Regions from separate parts of the Triticum aestivum genome. Here region 1 is linked to region 2. The links are chromatin contacts, called in public Hi-C maps. All regions are on one chromosome and are shown on one strand. Each heading gives the region's core, a stretch centred on a gene start, on an enhancer-like site or on the middle of the called end of the contact. The rest is flanking DNA. Distances are from core to core; before and after follow the strand shown.

What was found. Hi-C and Micro-C count contacts between places; a contact is called where the count stands out from the background.
Region 1: a Hi-C map of leaf shows a contact between it and region 2, with 5 times the contacts expected there. The contact joins the promoter of LOC123181121 here to the enhancer-like site in region 2. A contact is called at or near these places in 2 of 5 Hi-C or Micro-C datasets (both in leaf).

The regions. Positions count from the first base shown.
Region 1 is chr1D:225,562,757-225,566,073 of IWGSC CS RefSeq v2.1, forward strand. It overlaps LOC123181121 (endoribonuclease Dicer homolog 3b), which reads left to right and starts at 1,878. Exons shown (of 25, transcript XM_044593349.1): 1 at 1,878-2,120; 2 at 2,208-2,391; 3 at 2,512-2,625; 4 at 3,202-3,317. The coding sequence starts at 2,026. LOC123158581 reads left to right here. Exons shown (of 3, transcript XM_044576501.1): 3 at 1-319.
Region 2 is chr1D:225,396,194-225,399,600 of IWGSC CS RefSeq v2.1, forward strand. No RefSeq gene overlaps it. Among protein-coding and RNA genes, the nearest start is that of LOC123181120, 16 kb to the left of the region's middle. Within about 2 kb of position 1,893, at least 1 of the 8 cell types and tissues checked has an H3K27ac peak or open chromatin away from gene starts, as enhancers often do. A contact at or near this core is called in leaf, where this site is marked.

The DNA.
Region 1 (3,317 bases), core at 628-3,127, 170 kb after region 2:
GCCTGAACTCTGGCTATATCCCATGTAAGCCTGTGGAGGAGCTTGAGCTCAGGCCGGCACCGGTCCTCCCAGCTACGAAAGCAAGGCAGGAAGGACCTCGATGGCAGCCTCTGATTTTGCATGGTTCGTCATGCTATATATGTTGGAGATGTTGTGGCGGGTAGAGGCGTTACTTGTCTTCACATAATCTTATAGAAGATGACACAGAGCCTTGGGTATTCTTTTGTACACATTGGAGATAATGTAGGATGAATAGGCGGGCTATATGTTGATCCCATTCCCATACACTAATATAGAAAAGATTGGTCTTATTTCACGAGTTTATTCATGTGCCTTTTGGCGTGTGCTAGCTGTTCAACTATACTGTGTATCTGAAGAAAAAAGAATAAAATGCAGCTCATTTCTCTACTGCTGGGTGTTCGTAAACGTGCTGGTTCGGAGATCCTGTTGGTGATGCGGGAATCTCCTCGAAAACTGAACATCTCATGTGAAGTTCATGCAAAATTAGGTCGAAAACATTCGTAATGCCTATCATTTCATTGATAGAAAGAAACAAAATGAGTACATGAAAAGATACAACACATGGCAAGAACAGATGAAAAGATACAACACATGGCAAAAACAGATACATGAGAAGGCGTGGGCATATCATTTAATTGATAGAAAGAGACATAAGAAATATTATATGAGAAGATACAACACATGGTAGGAACAAAATACATGAGAAGACACATTTCATTGATAGAAAGAAACAAAATGAGTACACGAAAAGATACAACATATGGCAAGAACAAATACATGAGAAGGCGTGGGCATATTATTTAATTGATAGAAAGAGACATAAAAAGTATTATATGAGAAGATACAACACATGACACGAACAAATATATGAGAAGACATAGACATGGTACCTAGAGCAGAGAGACAAGGGGTGCTCAGCCCGAACATAGGAAAAACACAAACTAAAACCATCAAGCCTAGGACCAGGGCGAACCGACATGACGTCAAACATCTCCAAAGCCAACATTGTCGACGTCGCGAGCAAGCAAGATAGCGTCTCCAAAAGGGGAGTGATGCCATGAGGCACCACCATCCGATTCGAAGAACCAGACCTAAGATTTCCCCCGTTGCTCAAAGAGGGGCATAGATAAAGGCCATGGCAGCGCCTCCATGAAGGAAAACAACACCCGCAAGCGGCGCCATTGCTGCCATCGTGGGCGAGCTGAGCTGGGATTTCGCCCTGGCCCGAGTTAGAGCAATCCCATTACCGCCAGATCAAGGTCCAGGGGTAAGAAAGTTAGCCTGCTGGTCGAGACCACCACCTCAGGATGGGGGAGGGGGGTTGCGCTTGTCGGCAGAGGGTGGCACCCGGGCATCCTCGAAAAAAGCGAGCTTTGTGACTGGCACACCATGAGATGGACATGGCCGAGAAGGCGTCAGGGTAGAGAGTGCCGACGCCACGGGCAAAGCCAGGAGCTGAAAGGGAAGGCAGATCCGAACTGTCGGAGGTGGAGCCGACGAGCCGAAGGCTGAAAAGGACACAACAATCGGAGTGTTGGGGTCGAAACCACACAGACAAAGAACGCTGGTAGGCCATGTACACTGAAGAACGTATGTCCATGGCCGAGAAACTGTCGTTTCTTCGAAAATGGAAAAGGGAAAAAGAACAAGAAAAACAATGGGTGCAAAGGTTTGAGACGCTCAGGCGGTTGGCATGATGACCCACAAAGAATATCGCGGACAAAAAGCATTCACGCTTTCTGACAAGATGACCCCACAAGTCAGCCGCTCGGATGAAGCCTCCATCACTCTTGAGTCATTTTCCTCCCCCCAAACCTCCTCTCCGCGCCAACGAACGCAGCGCAACCCACACCTCCACTTCACGCACTTTGCCTTCTCCCCTCCTCCGCCCAGTCTCCCACCTCCCGTCCCATCCCCGGCGCCGATTTATATACACGGCTGGCCTACAGACATGCGCTTCCCCCACCCCCGCCTCGCCCACTCGCCCGCACCGAACCCAACCCCATGGCCATGGCCATGGCCGACGACGACGGCCCCATCCCCCCGCCTCCGCCGCCGCCGCCGCCTCGCCGCCCCCACAGGCAGCTCCAGCCGAGGAGGTCGCGCATTACTCTCTCCGCAGTTCTCTGGCGCCCGCATTCCTAGAGCTGATGGGGGTTACCCATTCCGTGTCTGTGTCGGCGCAGGTACCAGGTGGAGGTGTTCGAGGCGGCGCTGCAGGGGAACACCATCGCGGTGCTCGACACCGGCTCCGGAAAGACCATGGTCGCCGTCCTGCTCGCGCGCCACCACGTGGGCCGCGTGCGCGCCGGGGAGGTGCCCCGCCGGATCGTCGTCTTCCTCGCGCCCACCGTGCACCTCGTCCACCAGGTGCGCTTCTGGACTCTGCAGCGACCGATTCGCGACGGCAACGTCTGCGCCGTTTTCTCGCTTCGCATTCGCAGCTGCCATGGCCCTGATCGCCGAATGCTGCTTGGGCTCGCGCTGTAGCAATTCGAGGTGATTCGGGAGTACACGGACCTCGACGCCGCTGAGTGCTACGGAGCTTCGGGGGTCGGCGACTGGAGTACCGACCGCTGGAACAAGGAAGTTGGGAGCAAGGAGGTAAGTGTCGGGGTTTACTCTATCCCGCGGCACGGTCATTGGTTGATCCGAATGCACACTGAATTGGTACACGTACCGTGCTCACCAAGTGCTTGATGAATGACTTGTTGACAAGGAACCAACATTGTTGGTTTCTGGGTGATAGCAGCTTCGGATCGCATGTAGATCGATGCCATTGTTATTTGAGTAGTATTCTTTAGCGTGAGGGCAGTCGACTAAAGCAATTTGCTGAAGGGCCGTGACTTTGAAATAGCTGGGGTCTCGAGTCTGGACACAAGTCCTAATAAAAGAAAATTTCCTTTCAATGCAGTCACTGCTAAATTTGGACACTGCTTTGAATCCGCAAGATCTCACAACTCCTGTAAATATGTTGCTTAAAAAAACTCTTGCAAATTTGCCACTTGGTAAAGTTATCTGGATTATGTGTCTTTCTAAATTCTAATCCAGTTTTGTGGATATTCCTATGTTTTTTACCTGCCGTATTGCGCTTATTATGCGTTCTATTGACAACTTTGATTGAAAATATGAATTTTCCTGGAACAATGATCTTATTATGCGTTCTATTATGTGTTTCAGATTGCTGTTATGACGCCCCAGATATTGTTGGATGCCCTGAGGCATGCCTTTGTAACAATGAGTGCAGTGAGCCTGCTAATATTTGATGAATGCCATCGTGCCTGTGGAAACCACCC
Region 2 (3,407 bases), core at 643-3,142:
AGAGTATGCAGACAACCAAACAAGATATATATGTTTTTTTGCCTTTTTTTCTTAGCCAGACTCAAATAAAAAGTGTATGCTATGCCGGTAAAAAGTCAGATGAGAACCAAGTACGCCCTTTGTGATGTTGCTTCATCTGGCTCGGGACCACGTTCCTAGTTTTTTTAACACAGTACAGACGCAAGCGCTCATACATACGCGCATACACTCATCTCTATGAATGCGCACACACACACATACCCTACCCCTATGAGCACCTCCGAGAGACTGAGTCGGCATATCATCTTGAGATTTATGAAGTCACCATAGGCGCCTCGTCGTCAACGCGAACGGCTCCTCCCACTGAAAGCGCATCGCTGAAAATCCTGAAATAAATCCAAGAATAATGCGAGCACCAGGACTTGAATCCTGGTGGGCTGAGGATACCACTGTCCCTCTAACCATCCAACCACAGGTTGGTTCGTGGGACCACGTTCCTAGCTAAATGGTAGGGCAACTGAGGATAACACACGTTCTAAAAAACCCCGAGGATAACACTGACACTGCAATATTCGAACGGAAAAAAGAAAAAGCTTAGATAACACAGCATCCTTTCCATTTTGGGTATGAATGCAGAAGCGTTTAAACATATGCAACTTCTTTCTTTTGTGTATACTTGTTTCGCCAGGGCCACTATAAAGAAAGAAGTTAGGGTATCTTCAACGAGAACCCATAAAATGTCCGCAATTGTCCGGATTAAATTGTCTGAACATGATTTACCATTTAAACATGGTTCCGTGGGTGTTCGCGGACGCGCCTGTGCCTAGGACCTCCATCACGTTGGACTCCTACATTCTCCGTTCACACAAAAATCAAGGTGAACGTTGCACATTTGAAGCGGTCTGCACTGTTTTCGTGTCAAACCCTGCCCTTCCCAACTCTCTGCTCTGATCATCGTCGCCCTTCACTCCAATTCCCGTGCTTTTTGCCGTCCACCGCCGCATGGACCCGTACAAAGACCTGCCAGATCTGGTGGAAGTGGAGGATCTAGAGAAGGTGGCCGCCCCCAAATCAACTCGGCGACACTACAAGCGCGTGACATCAAAAGTAAGCAAAACATCAAGAGGGCGTGGGCAGGGGGCGGGGATGCTGGGCGTCGCCACCATCGTCCATGCACACGCCGCCTTGGCTGGGGCAATACCAGTCACCCTACTTCTATGCCTCCAAGCAGTTCGGACGACAGTCCTCGACCTCCGCCGCTGGACACATGTCATATTGCGCCGACGTCAACGCGAGGCCGCTCCATTTTGCCGACTCGGCATCGCCGCAGCTTGTTCGATTGCGGAAGCTGGGCGTGGATTAGCTCGGTGCTAGCTCTCTGTTCGCTGGTATGTCTCAACCGCTTCCTCAGATACCAAGATGTTGACCATGAGGAAGGACGAATTGGATCCTGATGAGGCGATGATTGTGCGCTCCGTCCGTGTTAGGATATTGGCCTAGAAGGAGGCGGCTGGTGAGGAGGAGGTGGCATTAGAGTGAGCGGTGAGGCTCGGAGAACCGGTCTAGGAGGGCAGAAATACATTTTCTTTTGCACGGATTGCCGGACTATATCTTTTGTGATCAGACTCATGTAAATATTATGAACATCCACTTTTTTAGGTTGTGATCGTACGCTATGAACATCACAGTTTAATTTTCTCATATTGCCAGGGAAACCTTAGGTCCGGTTCGCCGGATCGGACATCGACAACGTCTTGACATCGCCCCATTCATGAAGGTATTGTCGTGGGTACGATGGTCGATTTTCGTATCCGTATCTGCACTAATCCATCATGCGGACAAAATAATGTAGACGACCTTGGAGATGCCCTCGAGGGCCGAAAAGAGTAGCATACCGAAAGCGGAGGGCCAATGCTGACAAACAATAATGACGTGATGCATACGGCGTCACACATGGTCCTGATGTGATGTCCATGGACCACCGTGTTGGACGACCATTTGGATCGGCTCTCCCATTATTATTTTCATTCACGGCACGGGAAAGGCCATCAGGTTAACGATTCAACCCGGGGTCAGACGTGAATCAACCTATGGTTGGATGTTTTTTTGAGGAATATCGCACTCTATTGATCAAGTATAATCAAAAGAGAGTGCCCCCGGATACAATCCAGAGTTACATGAAAAATAGAGTCACTAGAGGACTCACAAGATCTAGCTAGAATACGTGCCGCGACATTTGACATGATTTACATGACTAAAGTGAACAGACAAGAAGACCGATGCCAACTCCTTGATATCAGCAGTGATGAGCCCCATCGGCGAGCGATCAACCGTCGAAGCATTGGTTCTTCGGATAATTAACAAATAGTGTGACTGGAAAACGGCCCTTGAAAATCCTTCCTCACGGGCGAGAGCCACCGCACGACGTAGCGCCAGTGCTTCAACTAATTCTGGGGCGGTAATCTCGTCAACATGCTCGCGGCAAGCCAAGAAGCAATCTCCGACGTGGTTCTTGATTACAACGCCAGTTCCCATCCGCCGAGACTCCTTAAGAGTGCAACATCCACATTAACGGCCACTGCATCTGCCGTCAGGAGATACTAGGGTATCACCCCTTATAGCAAATGCAGTTCTACCACAATTCTGCACAATGAAGTCAATATAAGCCAAAGCTTTCTCAGCCACTCTGCGAGGATGCATCCTAACATCATTGTTTCCTACATCATTCCGGGCCTCCCAAATGTGCCAAATTGTTACTACCAAAGCCGTGGCCTCGAGAGAGGTCGCTCGTTGAATGAAATCAAATATCCACTGCTTGGTATGAACAAAACCTTTACGACACAGATGGAAGCCTAAATTGTGCTTCACCACTCGCCATACCCGACGCGCGAAGTGGCAAAACAGAAAGAGATGCTCAGCCCGCTCCTCTCTGCTACAGAAAAAACATGCCCCTACATTCGAAACATGGCGCCGTAGCAACTGACTGCCCGTCGGCAGACAATCGCGGGCTATTCTCCAAAGAACGATCTTCATCTTTCCTGGAGCATTGATCTTCCAAAGAGCTTACCATCTTTTCTCTTCAGCACTAAAGTCTGATTGCATACTGTGGCCATAAGAATTAAGAGTAGCATGAAATTTCTCAGACTTGGCCAAGTTATATGCCGATCTGACTGAGTAGGATCCAAATCGATCATGAGGCCAGGTAACAAAATCATCCACCACACGCACACTTAGTGGAATTTGTAACACTACGTTGGCCATCCTCTCAGGAAAAACACTTCGGACCACCTTCCCGTCCCAAGCTTTTCGATCAACACTAAGGAGGAAATCCACTGTCACTCCCTCTGGAATAGGGACTAGAGTATGAAAAGACCCCGCTGGGTGGCCTGGAATCCAATTATGATCCAACAACTTAATTTTGTTTCCTG